Linked DNA regions of Rattus norvegicus: region 2 is linked to region 1. Evidence: chromatin contacts called from public Hi-C data. All regions are on one chromosome and are shown on one strand. Each heading gives the region's core, a stretch centred on a gene start, on an enhancer-like site or on the middle of the called end of the contact. The rest is flanking DNA. Distances are from core to core; before and after follow the strand shown.

Region 1 (3,227 bases), core at 327-2,826:
AAATAATTGATAAGGTCCTAGGAGACGCTGAAAATTCATTATACACTGTTAGCATTTATAACGCTGGGTCCTACCTCTCTAACAAGCAGTGAAAGAGATGGCACAATGGGTAAGTTTCATAGCGTACAAGTGCAACGTTTTTTATTAAAACAACCATGAATGACCATGACTCTTTCTGATTAAAATTCTTTCAAACGTGTTTCACTCAGTACACCAGGCTCACTAACGTCTTTAGAGAAGAGCTGAGAGTTCAAGAGTTCCTGTGGATGCAGAGAACTGTTGAAAATTTACCGCAGGTGATACAACGATGACCTTTCCTTAGAGTACACATGTCATTTTCAAAAGAACTGATAGAAAATCCAAAGCACAAACAAAAAAACACAACAGGTCTCCTAAAGGGAAGATTCCTTTTGCAAACATTCAAAACTGATAGCTGACCAGCTCAGGACACTGCCGTCTCCTCTGTGTTGATGTTCCCTGTCCAAATTCAAGACGACAGGGAAGGGTTGTGCCAGAGCACAGCTGCGGCACACAGCAGGAAACCCACCAGCAGAGTGGCCCCGTCACCAAGAACAGCCGGCACACACCAATCCGAGAGTAATTAACGCGTGATGCACCGACTAGATTGTCTAATTAAATAACGGTGTTTAATTACTAATTAGTATGTGACTTATGCAGACGGAACGTTTAGACTTGTCAGATGTTAAAAGGAACCCTGAGAAACCCGAAGCCCTGTCACTTCTGTGTCTCTGACACAAGTGAGAAAGAGACGAGCCTCCTCTGTCTAGCCAAACCGCAACATGAAGAAGTCGCCCATCTTCCTGAGGGAGACGACGTCTTCATTCTGCTTGAGTCGGGATGTTACCTGCGACAGCCAAGATGGTGCTTCAAACTGTGGGGTGATATGTAGTTCTAATATCCCGCCCGTTAGAATATCCAACGCTGACCAGTAGGACTGGTTTGGTTCTTGCTTTGTCTATAGTTACTAACTACACACACACATGCAACGATCTGCCTTCAACGCCAACCTCCTCCAATGACAAACACTCAGAATATCAAATCACTCCCCTTGTCACTCTGGGTCTTGAAGTAGGGGCTAAAGAGGGATGCCAATAGACTCTGAAGACGGGTTCTGCAAGTCACATAAAACTTTGTTCCACAACTGTGAGACCTGGGAGTTTCTGGGTTTTCTTTTTCTTTTTTTTTTTTTCCTTTTTGGCATCTATAGAAAAAGTACCATCTGTCTCCTCATTACTCTGAAAAGGAAAGCAAAAGGAAAGCTTGGTGAAGCAGCAGGTTGCCAATCTTTACTTTCAATTATTTATCATCTGAGATGCAGGCGTGCACTCGAGCACACACACACACACACACACACACACACACACACACACACACGGCTCCGGGAATAACGTCTTCTGCATTTGTGGAAAGTGTAGGTGGGAGCGCCCCGTGTAAAAGGTTGAACAGGAAGATGAGATGGACACCCATCTTTATTAAACACTACTTCTCATCATCTTGCCAAAACAAAAGCAGCTAAGGACGTCTCCGCCATGTCCCTGGAGACAGTGCCACACCTGCTGCCTGAAAACACAATCCTGTAACAAAAGAAACCAGTAAAATGAGGACGCTGGCCGGGAGGACTTGAGGGACAGCTGCCTTCCCCAAATCACCCAGGCTGCCTCCCCCCGCCCCCACCGATGCTTTGGATGGCATTGTGTTTATTTATTTTGCCTGTGAGTGTATGACACCACACACATGAAGAGGTCAGAGGGTGTCTGCTAGGAGTTGCTTCTCTCCTTTCACTGCGTAGATAGATCCTGGAGGTGTAACTCAAGTCCTGAGGCTTCCCCGTAGGTCCCTTTCCCAACAGAGCCACTCCCCAACACCCACCTCACCCCCAGCCACCAGCTTTACCTGTACTTCCCTGTCACATCTCTAGGATGTGATACACCCCACCTCTAGGAAATCCTTCTGTTCAAGATGAGGAAGGTGGCCCGTTCTGTGGAGGTGAGGAAGATGGCCAGTTCTGAGGAGGTGATGAAGGTGGCCAATTCTGTGGAGGTGAGGAAGGTGGCCAGTTCTGAGGAGGTGATGAAGGTGGTCCATTCTGTGGAGGTGAGGAAGGTGGTCCATTCTGTGGAGGTGAGGAAAGTGGCCAGTTCTGAGGAAGTGAGGAAGGTGGTCCATTCTGTGGAGGTGAGGAAGGTGGTCCATTCTGTGGAGGTGAGGAAAGTGGTCCATTCTGTGGAGGTGAGGAAAGTGGTCCATTCTGTGGTGGTGAGGAAGGTGGTCCATTCTGTGGAGGTGAGGAAAGTGGCCAGTTCTGAGGAAGTGAGGAAGGTGGTCCATTCTGTGGAGGTGATGAAGGTGGCCAATTCTGTGGAGGTGAGGAAGGTGGCCAGTTCTGTGGAGGTGAGGAAGGTGGCCAGTTCTGAGGAGGTGAGGAAGGTGGCCCGTTCTGTGGAGGTGAGGAAGGTGGCCAGTTCTGAGGAGGTGATGAAGGTGGCCAATTCTGTGGAGGTGAGGAAGATGGACAGTTCTGAGGAGGTGAGGAAGGTGGCCAGTTCTGAGGAGGTGAGGAAGGTGGCCAGTTCTGAGGAGGTGAGGAAGGTGGTCCATTCTGTGGAGGTGAGGAAGGTGGTCCATTCTGTGGTGGTGAGGAAGGTGGCCAGTTCTGTGGAGGTGAGGAAGGTGGCCAGTTCTGTGGAGGTGAGGAAGGTGGCCAGTTCTGAGGAGGTGAGGAAGGTGGTCCATTCTGTGGTGGTGAGGAAGGTGGCCAGTTCTGTGGAGGTGAGGAAGGTGGCCAGTTCTGAGGAGGTGAGGAAGGTGGCCAGTTCTGAGGAGGTGAGGAAGGTGGTCCGTTCTGTCCAGGCAGCTCCCCTTGGGCTTCTTCAGGGTACTTGGCTCACCATTCACCTTCACCTTCACCTTCATCCCTCTCCCCCACCCCAACCCCCAGCTCTGAGGAAAAGAGGGCACCATAACTTTCTGTTTCTAGTAAAGAAGGAAGAGAATGGCAGCCATCAGTGTGAGGAATGAACTGCTAACTTGCCTTTTCTCTCCGACATAGTTTAAAATCCTCGGCTGAAATACAGGCTTGGGCAGTGTTAGCCAGGTGGAGACCTAGGAACACAGTCCAAGGCAGGAAGACAGAGACTCTATGGTGCCATGGGGACAGGCCTGCTCCCACAAGGAGCAGTTGAACAGTGGACAGTAGTTATAAGAAC
Region 2 (3,510 bases), core at 784-3,283, 300 kb before region 1:
CAGTGTAATCCTTCCAGCTCCAAAGGGCCTGGGAAATCCCATCTCTCCAGCCCTGCTGCTGTCCACAGCACACAGCTTCCTTCTTATCTAAGATACCAGAAGTTCTACCCATAGGCATTGGTCTTCAGCCTGCCAGGCAGGATTTACTTGTGTTTGTGAGAAAATGGATACCAGATTCTGCCCCAAACCTCAAGTACACGGATGGTGGTGTATGCCTAATGAATCTATTTCTCTAAACAATCTTTCCAGAATATTCTAAGATATACTGTTTGAGATACACTGGTGGCCGTATCTTAATTACTGCAGTGGCAATGCAATATTAATATACAATGAAAATTCAAATCTCCTTTAATCTGTTCAGGACTGCTCAACAAGTTAGCCATCTGCATTTTAGGACAGAAATGTCAGGCTATGGGGACAGTCTTAATACACATCATGGATCTCAGTATTTTGGAAATTTGATCCAGGTTTTCCCTAGAAGCACTTGTCTTGCAACCTGTAATTAAGTAAAAAGTACTTTACCAAAGACTAACTGCTTCTCCCTAGCAGCAATTTTTTTTAAAAATCTGATTAGCAGGAACTAGAGTAGGATGGAAACAACATTGAAGACAGAAAAGAAGGCTTGGCTTTTCTCAAAACCTGTAGCCATTTTTCTGAAGAATTCTAATAGCAGACACAAATACATAACAGACAAACTGGAAATACCACAACTGTGCTGATTACAATACAGTTTTACCTCAAGGCCCCCACCCTTAATTTAACCACTAGACTGCTCAAAGGGGCTTTTCAGTGGACTCCGGAAACTATCCTTTGCATGGTGAATTCTGGGAAAAACACAGACCTTCCGACTTTAGCTGTGAGATCTTAGTCAGAATGGAGAAGTACTCAGTTAGTCACATTACCCGAAGAAGACCTTCCTGAGTCCAATCCCCCTGCTCTTCCCCAGACCCACTGTGTCAGAACTATTCAGGAACAGATGGGGCTAGAACTCACTCTCTCATTAGAGACTTCTATTAATTATTATTTAATTAATCATTAATTAGAGACCTATTAATCAAACCATGCGGGGAGAGGAGAAGGCCCCGAATGAATGATGCACTGAGTCAATGTATGTTGTTGACATGAGTATGGCCATGCCAAGGACCTCAAAGCCTTATACCATTGGGGGAATGGAAACACCTTCCCTCCCTCCTGGTCCACACATGAATATTGACAGTATGTGCAGAAAATGCCCTGGGTAGCTTTCTCCCTTGGCTATTTAAGGCCTTAAGACTCCTCTCCTATAGTGACTCCATCTACTGAGACTAGCTAAGCCATTCTCCTTGATCCAGCTGGACACCATAGGCGCCACCTCCTTGATTTAGCTGTGTACAGTAACCTCGTCTTGTTCGGCTGTATATAATATTTCATGCTGCTCCTCCATTGGAGGGCATGGTCTATGTAAGCTCAGCATTTCTATTTGTCCCTTTGCTTTCCTTTATTCCTCCAGCACCTCGGCCAGGTCCGTTCGAGAGCTGTATAACTCTCAGCAAACACTGCCAGAAGCCTTAGTCGTCTACCTGTCCCCTTCTGGAAAACTTTATTAATGTTCCTTTATTCTTTCCTGCAGCTTCTGTTTCATGAGTCAAGGTTGGAGGCCCTGTATATATCTGTGTTCCCCCAAATGCACAGAGGAGCTTTGGCTCACAGCCCCTGACACTGCAGCTTCACAGATCCTGCAGGCACATGGCCTTTTCAAGACATTGTGTATGACTTTTAAACATGATCATTTGTCATCTTTTTAACTAAAATATCCCCAATTGCACCAACACTGGGTACTGTAAACCCTGAAACTTCCCCTCCTATAAATGACACTGTATATAACAGTTCAATTTTTAAAACCTGATTTGTTCTCCAATTATTTTCTATCTTCATCCCCCCCTACCCCAGTGTTTGCTGCCTAAGTGGTAAACCTTTAACAGATTCTGATAGAGACTGTGTGTGCAGGGGTTGCCTGAGACAAGAGCCAGTGGGCAAGAACAGATGGCCCAGACAAAGTCACCCAGAGGGACAACGGTGAAGTTATGTGTATGATGGCTATTTTAGAAGTCCAAGAGGATGGCGCGCTGCACAGATTAAGTGGGGACTCTGAAACCACACTCTGTGACCTGAACTCAAATCGATTGATTTACCAAGTGAATTTAATAGATGAGCCTTGGCTGCCTTGAATAGGAACACAAACCTGATGCATCTTCCCTATTCATGAGCTCATTCTCAAACTCGGGAAGGTCGCCTCGTGCTCAGAGCCAACGCACAGCTTCCTGGCTGGGAAGCAGAGTTTTTCAGTACTCAGATGTTAATGTTTTCTGCGCTTGGGCTATTTTTATCCAGCAGCACAGACGGCAGAGTGAGCACAGATTTCTTCTGCAGTTTTCATTGTAGCAGGTGTGGGATCCTAGGCCATTGTCCTTAAAGCAGACAGGTCCATGCCCTGCATCCGAACAGTTTAGGAGTGAACACTACCCTTTATGTCTATGATCATTCAACTGTCTGCTTTTTGTTAAAAAGAAGAAAAGATATAAAAATTATCTTCAGGGTATCATTCGGGCATGAGAATGACTAAGAGGCTATTCACTTCAGAAGCATAAAAAAAAAAATCAGAGTAAAACAACCTGGAGATTCACAAAACAATCTCTCGAGATAAACTTGTGCTAGGACACAGAAGTAGGTTCCATGGAATCAAGTAGTCAGTAGTCTAATTCTTTAAAGGTGTGAGAATGGATTGAAGATTCCAGACCACATCGTCTTCACCTTATAGTCAATGCAGAAGCACAACATGCATTGGTGTTGAAAATATACACCAAGAATTGTGAAAAAGCCACCCCACGTGTAAGATCCATGTGTAGTGGTCCATGAAGTGTGGCAAGACTAGTGCTCTAGAAAAGAGAGTTTGTCCCCCACCCTTTCATATCACAGGCAGGAAGGCTCGATTCAACACTGCAGTGGCTGCCCAACTGTACTGCCTGTGTTCCTTGTCTCTAAGTACAGGGCTTTACCAGTGATTGCCAATGGAGTGTGACTGAGGTGAGGTATTAAGGCAGGTAAGAAACATTGTCTCCATTGCATTTATTCCTATGTGTTCACTGGATCTCACTTGTCCGTGCCACCATGAGCCTACAGCCCAGACAGATGGCACTGAACCACCAGCCCACCTAGAGCCATCTTGCATTGTTGAGCGGATAAGAGCTAACTAAACACATGGCTCTCACCAGTGGTTTACTTCTCACAGACGACATCCAAAGGTACCCCAAAGTCATACACCGTACCTGTTATGTGAATGCGGTATTCCTCCTTGAAGATCTTCTGGAAGAAGGGAATCTTGAACTGCATGTGAGGAGTGTGCAACCCGGGGAGGTTCACGTCAACATCGCCCATGAAGTGTGGGAATTCCCAGTCCTGTCAGAAAGTCAACATGTGAGCGTATCCGTGATCTGATTTGACTTAGGAAGCAAGATACCCCAAACCAGCTTT

What was found. Hi-C and Micro-C count contacts between places; a contact is called where the count stands out from the background.
Region 2: a contact with region 1 is called in a Hi-C map of frontal cortex, with 1.8 times the contacts expected there. The contact joins two enhancer-like sites. A contact is called at or near these places in 2 of 12 Hi-C or Micro-C datasets (frontal cortex and prefrontal cortex).

Annotation. Positions count from the first base shown.
Region 1 is chr7:127,777,395-127,780,621 of GRCr8, reverse strand. The region is part of intron 3 of Tmem117 (transmembrane protein 117); the gene reads right to left. Among named protein-coding and RNA genes, the nearest start is that of Tmem117, 140 kb to the right of the region's middle. Within about 2 kb of position 1,576, at least 3 of the 93 cell types and tissues checked have an H3K27ac peak or open chromatin away from gene starts, as enhancers often do.
Region 2 is chr7:128,076,749-128,080,258 of GRCr8, reverse strand. Tmem117 (transmembrane protein 117) reads right to left here. Exons shown (of 8, transcript NM_001271239.1): 7 at 3,306-3,435. Among named protein-coding and RNA genes, the nearest start is that of Tmem117, 440 kb to the right of the region's middle. Within about 2 kb of position 2,033, at least 4 of the 93 cell types and tissues checked have an H3K27ac peak or open chromatin away from gene starts, as enhancers often do.